Regions from separate parts of the Mus musculus genome. Here all the other regions are linked to region 2. Evidence: chromatin contacts called from public HiCAR-type and promoter capture Hi-C data. All regions are on one chromosome and are shown on one strand. The core of a region is the stretch at or near the end of the contact, and the rest is flanking DNA. Distances in the headings are between cores, read along the strand shown. Region 1 holds the start of Fam234b (family with sequence similarity 234, member B). Region 2 holds the start of Grin2b (glutamate receptor, ionotropic, NMDA2B (epsilon 2)). Region 3 holds the start of Emp1 (epithelial membrane protein 1).

Evidence for each region. Promoter capture Hi-C pulls out the DNA fragments that hold promoters and counts their contacts. HiCAR-type assays count read pairs that join an accessible place to other places.
Region 1: a contact with region 2 is called in a HiCAR-type map of astrocytes, with 5 times the contacts expected there. The contact joins the promoter of Fam234b here to the promoter of Grin2b in region 2. A contact is called at or near these places in 2 of 39 promoter capture datasets (cranial neural crest and hippocampal neurons) and 2 of 115 datasets of contacts at active chromatin or transcription factors (astrocytes and embryonic forebrain).
Region 3: a contact with region 2 is called in a promoter capture Hi-C map of neural stem cells. The contact joins the promoter of Emp1 here to the promoter of Grin2b in region 2. A contact is called at or near these places in 2 of 39 promoter capture datasets (cranial neural crest and neural stem cells) and 5 of 115 datasets of contacts at active chromatin or transcription factors (astrocytes, embryonic forebrain, embryonic stem cells and 2 more).

The regions. Positions count from the first base shown.
Region 1 is chr6:135,195,846-135,199,787 of GRCm38.p6, reverse strand. It overlaps Fam234b (family with sequence similarity 234, member B), which reads right to left and starts at 1,801. Exons shown (of 13, transcript NM_028982.4): 1 at 1,687-1,801. The coding sequence starts at 1,723. Gm36533 (a long non-coding RNA gene) reads left to right here and starts at 1,764. Exons shown (of 2, transcript XR_869506.2): 1 at 1,764-1,912.
Region 2 is chr6:136,170,628-136,174,848 of GRCm38.p6, reverse strand. Grin2b (glutamate receptor, ionotropic, NMDA2B (epsilon 2)) reads left to right here and starts at 1,304. Exons shown (of 15, transcript NM_001363750.1): 1 at 1,304-1,376; 2 at 1,912-1,984; 3 at 2,967-3,433. Gm26653 (a long non-coding RNA gene) reads right to left here and starts at 1,821. Exons shown (of 3, transcript XR_378074.4): 1 at 1,740-1,821; 2 at 875-995; 3 at 1-349.
Region 3 is chr6:135,360,288-135,364,415 of GRCm38.p6, reverse strand. Emp1 (epithelial membrane protein 1) reads right to left here and starts at 1,485. Exons shown (of 5, transcript NM_010128.4): 1 at 1,314-1,485.

The sequences.
Region 1 (3,942 bases), core at 552-3,051, 980 kb after region 2:
CACAGCCGGGACTACAGTCTCATCTTCCCAATTACACGCGGTATCCAAAAGCAGCTTTGAGAAAGCAACTTCTACCTAATGAAAAGCCACAAACCATATTTTGGGTAGTGAAGGGAAAGGGCCAAGGAGAGACCAGGAGAAAAACAAGCCAAAAGAAAGAAGAAAATCCACATCACTTACAGGAAATATAGATACTGTATGTAGGCCTTAGTATTGATCATAGCTCATCCCTTAGGGCCAAACTGCCTTCCAAACACAAGAATCCATCACCCCAGGCTGTCAGCTGATGAGATAACTGTAAGCCAACACACCAAGGAGTATTCTGTGCGCAGCACATTCTCAGAGTGAAGACACAAAAGAGCTCAGGCAAGCTATTCTCCCATTATTTTTTTTTTAATGATTATTTTGAAGAGTATACAAAAGGATTGTGTTTTTCTCATATTCGCCCGGTATTATCTCTTGTTCCACCTCCACTTGACTATAACTACCTCTTTTTTTCAGTGCTTTGGGGGGGGGGGGACTTGGCTCTGTGGGTGCTAAGTAAGCCTGTACCCCGAGGTACATTCCCTTTCTGTTTTATTCTCAGAGAGTAGCAATCATCTATGCTGAACTAAAACAAGAACTCTAAAAACAAACAAACAAACAAACAAAAAGGGCTGAAAATGCCTTTGACAAGATAGCATTCAAAACCCAGGGTACTTTCGTCAAAGTCAATGTATCCTGCAGAGAAAGCAAGCCTCTCTCTTAATTTCAGTATTGTGTACACTCCAAGACAGATCGTATCACTGTTCTTTCCAGAGTTCCAAGCAGCCAGCAAAGGGGAGAAAGATCTAAAGACATGGAGTCTCTTGTTATCTAAAATACAAGGCCGGTTTCAAGGTAGCAGACTAGAAACTCTTTGAGAACAAGGTCCCTGCAACCCTCCTAGGGCCTCAGGCTTACTATCAGAGCGACCCTTTCTAACGTGGCAGAGAAAATAACTGCTTCCTGTCTTATGTGATCAGCCAATAAATGCTTATAACTTAGTGTTTAATTTTTTTAAGTGGAGCCACAGATTTTTCGAAAGCCCTAAATGTTTAAATTTTGCCAACGACAGAATAAATACACTTTGGTTAAAACAGTGCAATTCAAACAGCACAGTGTCCTGCTGTGTGATCCCGTGTGATTCAATTAGCCATTTTCCTAATCTTTCTTCTTTCCTCCTGCACACAGGAGGAAGGAGAACACCTGTCTGGGCTAGCTCACAGCGGCAAAGCTGCTGTCAGTAAGTGGATGCTGTTCTGCCCAGGCCACTCACTTACAGTCCTGCAGCCCCCGGCTCCCCCTCTGGTCCAGCCCCAGATAGCAGCAGCTAGTCCCGGCGCTCAGGGAAGGATGCTCCAATGTCTGGCCTTCCCTTGGAGACTGCGACGACATGCGCTCTGACCTGACAGTAACCGTCTCGTCCCTCCACTTTCGACCCGGCCCCGCGCACCTCCAGCAATGTCTGCCCCGGGAGTCCCCGAGAGTCCCCAAGTGTCCCCGAGCGTCCCCGGTCCCCGACTCACACCCGGGAGCCCCCTTCCTCTACCCCGGACGCTGCAGCCCTCCCAGATAACAGCCAGGCCCCGCCGCGCCACGCCTCGCCTCGCTCATCTCCCCAGGCCAGGTCTCCACAGCGTGGTCGCGGGGCTGCAGACTCCTTACCCGGGAGCTTGAGAGCCCTGGACAGCACTGTCGCCATGGCGGAGGCCCCCGTGCGCGTGCGCGCGCCGCGTCCTGCCGGGAAGTGTAGTTCGCTGCGAACCGCGCGTGGGGCTGCGGGCGGGAAAGGTGTGACCTGCCGGGAGCCCAGCTAGGAGGAGGCGCCCACTGTCGCAGGTCACTGGTGCGGCGCGGAGCCAAGGTTGAGTCGCTTGCGCCTCAGCAGCCGGTAAGGAAAGTCATCTCTCCCCAACCTGTGTATGAAGAACCTAGAATGAGGTTGTAGATACTTAAGAAGGCGCGGGCTGTGAAGTTCGCGTGGGTTTGGAATTGACAAACTGAATTTGAAGCCTGCGTGCGCAATTTACTACCTGAGCCATCTTGGCAAGTCACTGAGACTCGGCTTTGTTTGTTTGTCTGTCCTGTCTGTCAGTCAGTCTGTCCATCTGTTTTGGAGCCAGGAGTCTCAATGGAAACTGGCTTTGTAGGTGAGGGTGACCTTGAACTCCTGATCCTTCTGCTTCCACTTCCAAGCACCAGATTTGTTTGTTTGCTTGTTTCACTTACTTATCTATGGCTCAGTGTGGTTGAGCTTGCCTCTCTGAGTTTGAGGCCAACCTGGTCTACATAGAGTTACAAGCCAGCCAGGACTACATAGTGAGACCCTGTTTACACACACACACACACACACACACACACACACACACACACACACAGAGAGAGAGAGAGAGAGAGAGAGAGAGAGAGAGAGAGAGAGATGTATTCATTAGTTTGTTTACTCATTTATTGGTTTATTTGTTTATTTATTTATATATTGAGATCATGTAGTATAGACTGGCATTGAATTGGCTATGTAGTTGAAACTGGCCTGGAGTTCCTAACCCCCCACCCCCACCCCGGCCTTCACTGTGTAAGTGCTGGAATTACAGACACACAACACCACACCTGGCTGGCTCTCTTGAAATGAAAATGATGCTATCGCCTTGTTGCTTAGAGAATTAAGCGACACCATCCTTTTAAAGCACACAGCTCCTGTGACTCTTTTCCCTGTCCTAAGTGCAGTCTGAGGTATGCTGTGGCACAGACCTGGGTTTCCTGATCTCAGCTCTTTCCAGGGAAGTATTTACACTCTACCTGCTGCTGCCCTGGCTTGCGAGGTCCAGCAAACAGGAGCTGACTGGTTTCTCACTCACAGGCACCAAGAGATGGAGCTAATACTGAGAGCATTAGCTTGACCCCGGAGTGTCTCAGTTATCTAGTCATGTCTCCCCACCGTCTGCTTAATGCTGATAAACCGTTTCTGTTCCACAAGAGTTGTTCTGAGAGTCGAATATAAACGTGCAAAACACTTAGCACCAACAACTAATGTTTCGTCAGTAACCTAGTGTCCTTCTGGTTGATGTCTTATTGCTGTTATTTGAGACAGAGTCACACTATGTAAACCAGGCTGTCCTGGAACTTCCAGAGGTCTATCTGCCTGCCTCTGTCTCCCCAGTTCTGAGATTATAGACATGTACCATAGCACATGGCTAATTAATGTTTTGATTTTTAATTTACTAAGTAATAAAATTGTAAATTTGGGGGCTAGAGAGATGGCTCAGTGGTTAAAAGCACTGGCTGCTCTTCCAGAGGCCCCAAGTTCAATTCCCAGCACCCACATGGCAGTTCACAACCTTCTGTTAACTCCATCAATGCCCTCTCTGGCTTCCTTGGGCACCAGGAACACACATGGCACATAGATAAGCATGCAGGCAAAACACCCATGCACATGAAAATAAATAAAACTTTTTAAATAAAAGGAGTAAGCCAACCTACACCACAATTAATATTAACAATGGTGTTAATTTTAATGACTTAACACTTAATGACTTAAGTGTTAATTCTTCTTTAACATTTGTCTTGTATATGTACATTTATTTATCTTGTGTATGTATGTGTGTGAGTCTGAGTAGATGCATACTTTTGAAACCCCATGCTCTCTTTCCACTGTGTGGGTGTTGGGAACTGAACCCAGGTGGTCAGTGCTGACCCAGGCACCACTAAGCCATATCACTGGCCCCTTACCTGCTAATACTTTCAGTGTTCTATAATTATTGAGATGTTCACTGTTTTCCAGTTTCTCTGCATATGCTTAAAAACCATATTTTATACCAATGTAGGTCATCCAAGGAAAGAAACAAGTCACAACAAGCAGGTAGCTGCTTGCCTGGTATCAGATTTAGTCATTAGAACACAGTCAGCGTCGGTAGCCCTGGAGTA
Region 2 (4,221 bases), core at 55-2,554:
GTAGATGCGCAACCTCACTTTGTCTCGGGAAAGAATGGGAATGGTCACAGAGAGGCACACGGTATTGCTTTTGAATACGCGATATTTGTGTTCTCCTCTGTGTGTCGTGAAAACATTAGATGCCAAGAATTAGCCTGACAAAGTTCAGGGAACGGGAAAAAACACTGCTGTGGAGAACCCGCCTGAGGTGTTCCTGGTGCTGACTGGACTAGAGGCCAGTGCGCATTGGCCCGTAGACCGGAGTTCCAGGCTGCTTGGAATGGGACCGATCCCTGTGTGTTCCGGTCACATTCTCCCAGGTTGGTGAGTGAGAAGCCCGTTGTTTTACTGCCATAAAAGTTCACCTCCACTGTAACAGAGACAATGGGTGAGAATAACAAGGATGTATCTACAAGGATATTAATATTGAAGAATAGATAATACTACAAGTGATCACAAGGACTCCCAAAACATAAAACAGCTCAAGAGGGAGAGAAATGGCTGCTATTTTCCGTTTTAGAGAAGCTGGGTTAGTCAGTGCTGTAAAATCATTTCATATGGGAAACATTCGTTTGTCTATCATTTTTGCTTGAGATCTTTAAATAACGCAATCCACTTAAAAAAGAACCCCAAAGTCCTCAAATCTTTCCCAGCAGCCGGAAAATATCACACACACTCACACACACACACATATACACACATACACACATATACACACACACATACACACACATACACACATATACACACACATACACACACACATACACACACACATACACACACACATATACACACATACACACACATACACACATACACACACACACACACACACACACACACACACACACACACACACTGCTGTACAATTCAGCCTTTTAATTACATTTACCTGCTTCCCTATTGTTTAACTGTCAATTTCCTGCACTGAAGACAGATCTCAAGCTCCCTGAAGACAAGAATCCTGTCATCAAGTTGCACTCTGCACCCGGAAAGCAGGTACTAAGCAGAGACTGCTGAATGGAACCAGGGGAGTGGTTTCAGTGTCAGTCTGCAGCATGGCCTTCGGGTTGAGGTGCACAGCCCTGCGCGGTGGTCCAAGGTGGCCACTGTTTCCCCTCTCCCTTAAGCCGCCCCATCTCGCTGCTATTCCTTCTTGCTGCCAGGAGGAGGCACCACGGCCTCGGGTTAAGCTTTTCCCACCCCCTGGCTACCCCACTTCCCCCAGCTCATGACGTGAGAAGCAGCCTCAGCCAAGAGTCTTAGCAGTGGGAGTGAGGGGGTGATGGAGGGGGTTTGGGAGTGGGGAGGGGTGGGGGGTGGAGAGCAAGAGGACGCGCGTGCACACACACCCTGCCTCTTGGGTTTCTCCTCCTGAACCTCCTGTGTGAGAGGTAGGGTGTGTGTGTGTGTGTGTGTGTGTGTGTGTGTGTGTGTGGTGTGCGCGCGCGAGCGCGCGCTTGAGTGGCACGTTCCTGGGTGTGAGACCCAAATCAAGACCAGGACCTTTGATGTCCCCGCCCTCCCCGCGTCGCCGGTGATTAATACCCATTTTTCTTACTCTCCCCCTCCTCCCCTGCTCTTCCTCTCCTGCTGCCGAACGCTTGACTTGCCCCCGCCCGCTTCCCCTCCCCCGGCTCCCATCACCACCAACTGGAATCTGGGCTCTCTTGCCTCTCCACTCCCCCCCCCCCTTTTTGAGAAAGGAAGGTCCTCCCCCACCCCCTTTCCAGCACCACTTCCTTGGGTTCCTTCACCTCTAGGAAATCTCGGGGCTTGGCTCTATGGAGAAGCGCTTCTCGGGTCAAGCTGCCTTTCTATCCCCGGCATCCAGCGGAGCTGGCATCCGAATACATTTCCTTCTGCTCTGCAAAGAGTCGTAGTGAACTTCCCAACCCAGGAGACTGATCCATTTATCCTGCTTTGCAGGAAAGAAAACGTCTCAAACCCTCGACACCCGCCACCCCTCTCCGGAGACTGCCACCTCGGAGGTGCAGAACCGGTACGTAAATGCCCGCTTTGGAGTCTCAATTTTGAGGGTTTGGAGAAATCAGGCAGATAAAGGCTCGAAGCCTTGGCACTGCTAACCAACCTGGTATTGGGTACAGCTTTCCAATCCAGCAGCACCGGGCACTTGCTATTTTGGATGGTTTTTTATTTTTCCTTTTAAACAAAAGGATATTTTTGGGGAGGGGGAAGGGGACAGGACTGCCTTTGGTCTTTCTGAGGTGGTTAATCCCTTCTAGGGGAGAGGCTGGGCAGCGGTGCCAGAGGCGGGAGCCACGCGCTGCGACCCTCCAGTCCAATCCTCTGGCTGCAGGTGCAGCCCGGTGCGCTGCACATCAGCGCGCCGGCGGCGTGAGTGTGCGCGGGGGTGAGTGTGAGTGCGCGCGGGGGCGCGTGCGCGTCGGGGGCGTGTGTACGCGCGTGTCAGTGTGCCCCATCCAAGAAATGCCCAGTGTGCGGCCGGTGCACAATCAGAACCCATTGAGCACGAGCCCGGGGTGGGAGGAGGCTCCGCTGCTGGAGGAGATGAGGAGAGCGAGCCAGACGTGTCAGCAGCATTGCAGATGGGGCTGGGGGCCGCACTCACTGGCGAGTTAAGTGGGGATGGTGTGCGTGCATGCGCGCGCGCGCGCGTGTGTGTGAGTGTGAACTGCTGTGTGGAGCCTCCTCTCCCTGCCTTCCTCCTTGCTTTCCACTTCCCTCTTCCCTCTCTTCCATTCAGGTTGGCTTTTCTCACCTTTCATCCATGCCTGTCCCAGGAACGGCATAGGCAGACCTTTTCGGAATTATTTATAGATTGGTGCCAGCTGTTTTCAATTCCTCTGGTGTGTACTCTGTGGGAAATGCAGGGTTTCCTCCCCCTTTCCTTATAACGACTTGGTATAGAGATATCTATATTTTTTTTTCCGGCATGCATTTTGCTAACCCTCCGGGAGACACTCGAATCAAACCCTGACCTCCTCGTTTTTTCCCCTTAGGAAGGGGACGCTTTGGGAATGACCACGCTCCACGGAGGGACAGAGCCTGCCCCCAGCTTCTCCACACAGAGACTCCTCTACTAAAGCTCCAAAAAATTAAAAAGAAAAAGAGAAAAGAAAAAAGAAAAGAGAACCCAACCCTTAATTGCCGGAGACTCCTTAAATCTATATATTCGGGCTACTAACCTCACATGCACATGGAATAATGGCTCTGGATTCTGCATTGTGAGCCGCTCTCCACACCCTGAGATTCCCTTTCACATTACATTTTTTCCTTTGAATTTACATCTCTTCAAGACACAAGATTAAAACCAAATTCACACTCCACTGGATTTTAAATGTTCTTCTGTCCCTTTATCCTCCGTCTTTCTTATGTGGATATGCAAGCGAGAAGAGGACTCTGGATATTCCCAACATGCGCTCTCCCTTAATCTGTCCGCCTAGAGCTTTGGCTTCTACAAACCAAGGTAGGGCACATTCTATTTTATTCTTTTTCCTCACCTGGGGTGGGGATTTCTTGTTTTAAATCTGTTTTTTTCCCCCAGTGTCTCAGATGATATTTCTTTTTTTCTGGGAGAGAAAAAAAATAACATGATCTCAAAATAATGCTGTTTTGTGGGAAAGGCTTCTGTGACAAAGAAGGGGACCTCCAGGTCATTTCTCATGCTTCTGCTATCTAACAGGTTTTGTTTTTCCGGGAAGGTGGTGGGGGTGGTTGGATGCAGGCACAGAAGAGGTTGCAGGCTGGGAGGGGGTATGTCTATATGCAGACACAGGCAGCCAGGGGACCTGTATGCTTCTCCGACTTAAGGAGCATTTGATTTACACAGAGCTAATGTTAGATTTTGATGGGCATCTAGATAAATATGTTTTTTCTCCAAGCTGAGACTTGTTTCTTGCCATCTTCCTTTCTGTTTCCCTATCTCCTCTTTCCTTTTAGGCATCCTTTCTATGCTCTGTAAAAATATATATGTATATATGCAGAAACAGAAAAATACTGATCGAGATTATCATGGCTTTTGCCCTGGAACCTACTTGGTGTCTAAAGAAAGGGTTGAAACTGGGCCGTAGATCCCAGGAGGCCTATTGCAGAGGTGCAGGTGCAGGTAGGGACTGGCTGGTCTCAGAACACCTGGATGCTGCAAGCTGGAGTCTTCAACCTTAAGCCTGAAAAGAAGGGAGTCTGTCAATATTCTGCTTTTCATTTGTATCTTTTCCCCGTGTGCTATTATTTTTTGAGCTGTAAAATTCTCCT
Region 3 (4,128 bases), core at 236-2,735, 810 kb after region 2:
GCTTTGCAGAGATTTCTGAAGGATCAATGGATACACACCCACCAATTACTTTTAAATTTTCTCTTCCAACCAGCGAGCTGCATTTCTAAAGAGAAAGGCGCCTCGCTCTTCATCAGGCAAGCTGAATCCTGTCACTCTCCTCTGGCTTGTTTACGAGAGGAGAAAAAAAAAACCCACATCTGTGTTGAAATGAACCACACCTCCACAGACATTCGACCAAAATGCTAAGCTAATAAAAACAAAAGCAAACACAGCCGAGTGCCTTTGTTCTTTTTGCACTTAGCACGTGGGTTTGTAGTTATATAATATTTTACACAAAAGAAATAAGGTAAATATTCCCATATGACCACTGCCACACTAGAAAATTCCATGTCCACTTAGAAAAAAAAATCCTTTAATAGATTCTGAAAGATCTTTTTTTTTTTCCTAAGTTGGCTCCAGAATGCAGAAGCCTGGGTGGAAGCACAGAGCCATTCAGCAACCTTACAGGAATCCCCGAAGGCCCCCAGCCCCACCCTCTCCCCTCTGCCTCCTTCCTCCACCTCCACATCTGGCTAAGGATTCTGGAACCCACACATTCCACCAAATCAACCCCTCCCAAGGTTTATTTGAAACACCCTTTGCCTCTGTTTCCCTAACGGTTTTTCTTTAAACAAACCAATCCCCTCTTCCCTTCCTGTGAGAAGGGGGTGGAGGAAAACAAGAGAAAGAACGAAATACTTAAACAGACATCAACAGACAAGAGGGGGACAGACAGTAAATGCAATCGCAAAAATTAACTGAAACTCAGATATTTATCCACCGTCACCTAAAAGCGTAAAAGAGAAACAACAATAACCAACCCACAAAGCAGAACAAACTTTCTCCCCAGAGACTGCCTTTAACCTGCCTTCGCAGAGAGAAAAGAAAAGCCGGAGCGTTTTGGTAACATAGCATCCTTCTAGATTTCAGCTCAAAGTAATCTGAATGAAAACAGAAGATTTGGAAACATCTTCCAACCCTGCTAATTCATTTCGAAGGCACATAGAGTTCCTTCCATAAAGAATATTGCACTCAAGTTTGTTCCAAAGTCCCTTCTCGTTCCGTCCGTCTCCTCGGAGCAAGGATCCACATACCAGCAAGAGAATGTGGCCCCCACTGATATCCCAGATTCCTCCACTACTACGTTAAGCTAGAAGTCTCAAGGACTCCGTTCTTTGTGAGCCATAGAGGGATAGCAGAGGCAAGAAGAGAGGGGAGGGCTTCAAGGAGCCTAAGAGAGGAAAGAAAGGAGCGGGCTCTGCAGAGTTTCTCCAGTGTGGGGACAATCTTACCTGGAGTATCCAGTGAGAGAGGCAGATGCCCTGGGTGGTAGAGCAGGCTGCTGGTCTGGTCCTCTCTTCAGGAGATTTGCAACCACAGTGAGGGGAGGGACCTGACTCCCGAGGTTATAAGTTTCCTGGGCTGATGTGCTGGGGTGTGTGATGGGCGGTTTCTTTTCCCCGTGTTTTAAAGGAGTTTCTATGAATCAGTCTGGATTTAAAAAAAAAAAAACTTGGTGAGCTACGCCCTGCTAAGTTGGCAGCCGGTCAGATGTGGCTGGGAGTGAGCCATCAATTCAAAGAACCCTGTTGTAGCTCCCTCTGACTCAGACACACAGACCACAGTGGAAAAAGGAGTGACATTGCTTCAAATGAGTAAGAGGAGTCACACAAATAGATCTGTTTACCGAAGCCCAGTTCTACTACCCAGAAGGAGCCTCGGTTGTCAAGGACGTAGGGCAAAACACAGGTTAGGGTCAGGAGGAGGGGAGAGCTGGTAGATGCAGTTCCACGTTAATTAAAGTCCCGGCTAATCATCAAACAGGATTCCCCCGTTCTTCCTCCCCCACTGCACATAGCAGCAGCTGCTCATCACCAGGAATTATCAGACTCATTTCTCGTTGGCTTCCCTGCCTGACCCTTGTGCCCCTGACCTGTAGGCGGCAGTGGGATGAGACCCATGGAGTAGAAAGGCACCCAGCAAGCTCCAAATGTTGAGGCACTGATTGACAGCACATAATCCTGGGCCTTTAGTTAAACTCTCACCCCTATGGATTGTAGGCATTGCAGGAGGAAGTCTTCGAATTAAGGACTTTGCACTCTGATCTTCATGTGATAATCATTGGACCTTGCTCCACAGTTGGCTTTTGTGAAGACAGCCAGGGACCCAATCACAGCTTCTTCCCTGAACCACTCACTCCCCACTTAGTCTCAGAGTTGGGGGGGGGGTGCTACAGAGTTGTCCAATCCCGCAGCCCTGGTCACCTCCCTAAAGAGGTTCAGGTCCTCACTGCCTACATTTAACCCCAGCTCTCCTTAGCTGCAATGTGACTTTGGGCAAGCGCCCTCTCTTTCTGCCTTCTTGTATATAATGGGGATGGTAGGCACCTAGCTCACACAGATGGCAAGAATTACATGTATCAAACAGGTTTGGTGGGTCGTGCCTGCGATCTCAACATTTGAAAAGCTGAGGCAGGAGGATTGCTCTTAGTCCAGGGTCATCTTGGGCTACATGGTGAGTTCCAAGTCAGCGTGGGCTACTGAGTGAGACACTATTGAGAGAGAGAGAGAGAGAGAGAGAGAGAGAGAGAGAGAGAGAGAGAGAGAGAGTTGGTAGGTAGTTGAAGGGATAGCATAAGTTCAAGGAGAACTAGAAGCTATCCTGGGGTACATAAGTGATAGATGGATAGATAATAGAGATAGATAGATAGATAGGTAGATAGATAGATAGATAGATAGATAGATAGATAGATTATAGATTGATGATAGATGATAATAGATGATTGATAGATGATAGATAATAGATAGATACAATAGATTATAGGTAGATGATAGAGAGATAGATGATAGATAAATGATAGATAGATAGATAGATAGATAGATAGATAGAGAGAGAGAGAGAGAGAGAGAGAGAGATAGATAGATAGATAGATAGATAGATAGATAGATAGATAGATAGATAGATAGTAATGACTAACAAGAGCCTGTAAGGTTGTGGCCAATAGTCATTCGATATTAGCTGCAGTGATATTTCCCTGAGGACATTGTTAAATCGGACAAGAGACCTCTCAGAGAAGATACAGAGAGTCGCTGCGGCTGCCAAACCCCAGCAACTGGGGTTGCTGTTCTCTTCCAGGCCAGTGCAGGCCTCGTGATATTATTTAGTCATTGATCAGAACCCTATTTACTGTACAGCAACCTTCTCTGGGCCCTGCTAAAACTGGGTCAGAGTAGACTGGACCTCACCCTCTAGGAATTTAAATTCCACAGAAAGACAGAAAGGGGTGGGAGGCTCGAAGTCCAACGGAGCGCTGATGAAGTTAGGTAGTAAAGACTGTAAGTAAATTTCAGTGATGCATGGTCATGGGTCTGTATTTCTCCAAATCTTATAGAGAAGAGGATATTTTTAAAGCAGATGATTGAGGAAAACACACACACACACACACACACACACACCTGATTTGATCCTTCCTCTTCACGGGTCCTGACATTGGGATTCTATCCGTGGAAAAGTAAAACTGTCCAGATTTTTCATGACAGAGATCTCATCAGTTTCTCATGGTTTTCCTCACCTCCCACCTCTGCCATCTAATAATTAATAATAATAATAATAATAATTTTTAAAAACCCTGTCTCCGAGGAAAAAGGCCAGTCTCTTGCTCCCAGCGCTAGGCTAGGGCCCCTGGGAGCTACAAGGCTGCAATGCAGCCCCAGGGAGAAAGAGGAGACCTTTGAGGGCGGAGCTGACAGAGCTCTGGCCCTAACTTCATGCCTTCCTCCACTTTGAAGCTCTCTCTCTTCCCAGCAGCAGAGAGTAGAGAAGAGCTAGGGCCCAGAAGTCCAGTCTGCAGACAGATGCTGAGAAGAATGTGGGCTGGTTGCATTTTTAAAAGTAGAAACCTGGGGCTGATGGAGGGAGGGAGGGAGGGGCCCTGAGAGCAGATGCAAAGCGGGAGTTCTAGTTTTTCTTCTTCTGCCTGGCAGTGAAGGGGACACAGAGATCTCCCTCCTGAGTTGCAGCCATAAGTGAGTAGCCTGCTGTGGCCTTTGAAACGGACCTAATCAACCCCACTGGCCTGTTCACTTGGAGCAGCTTAGGTATGGAAAG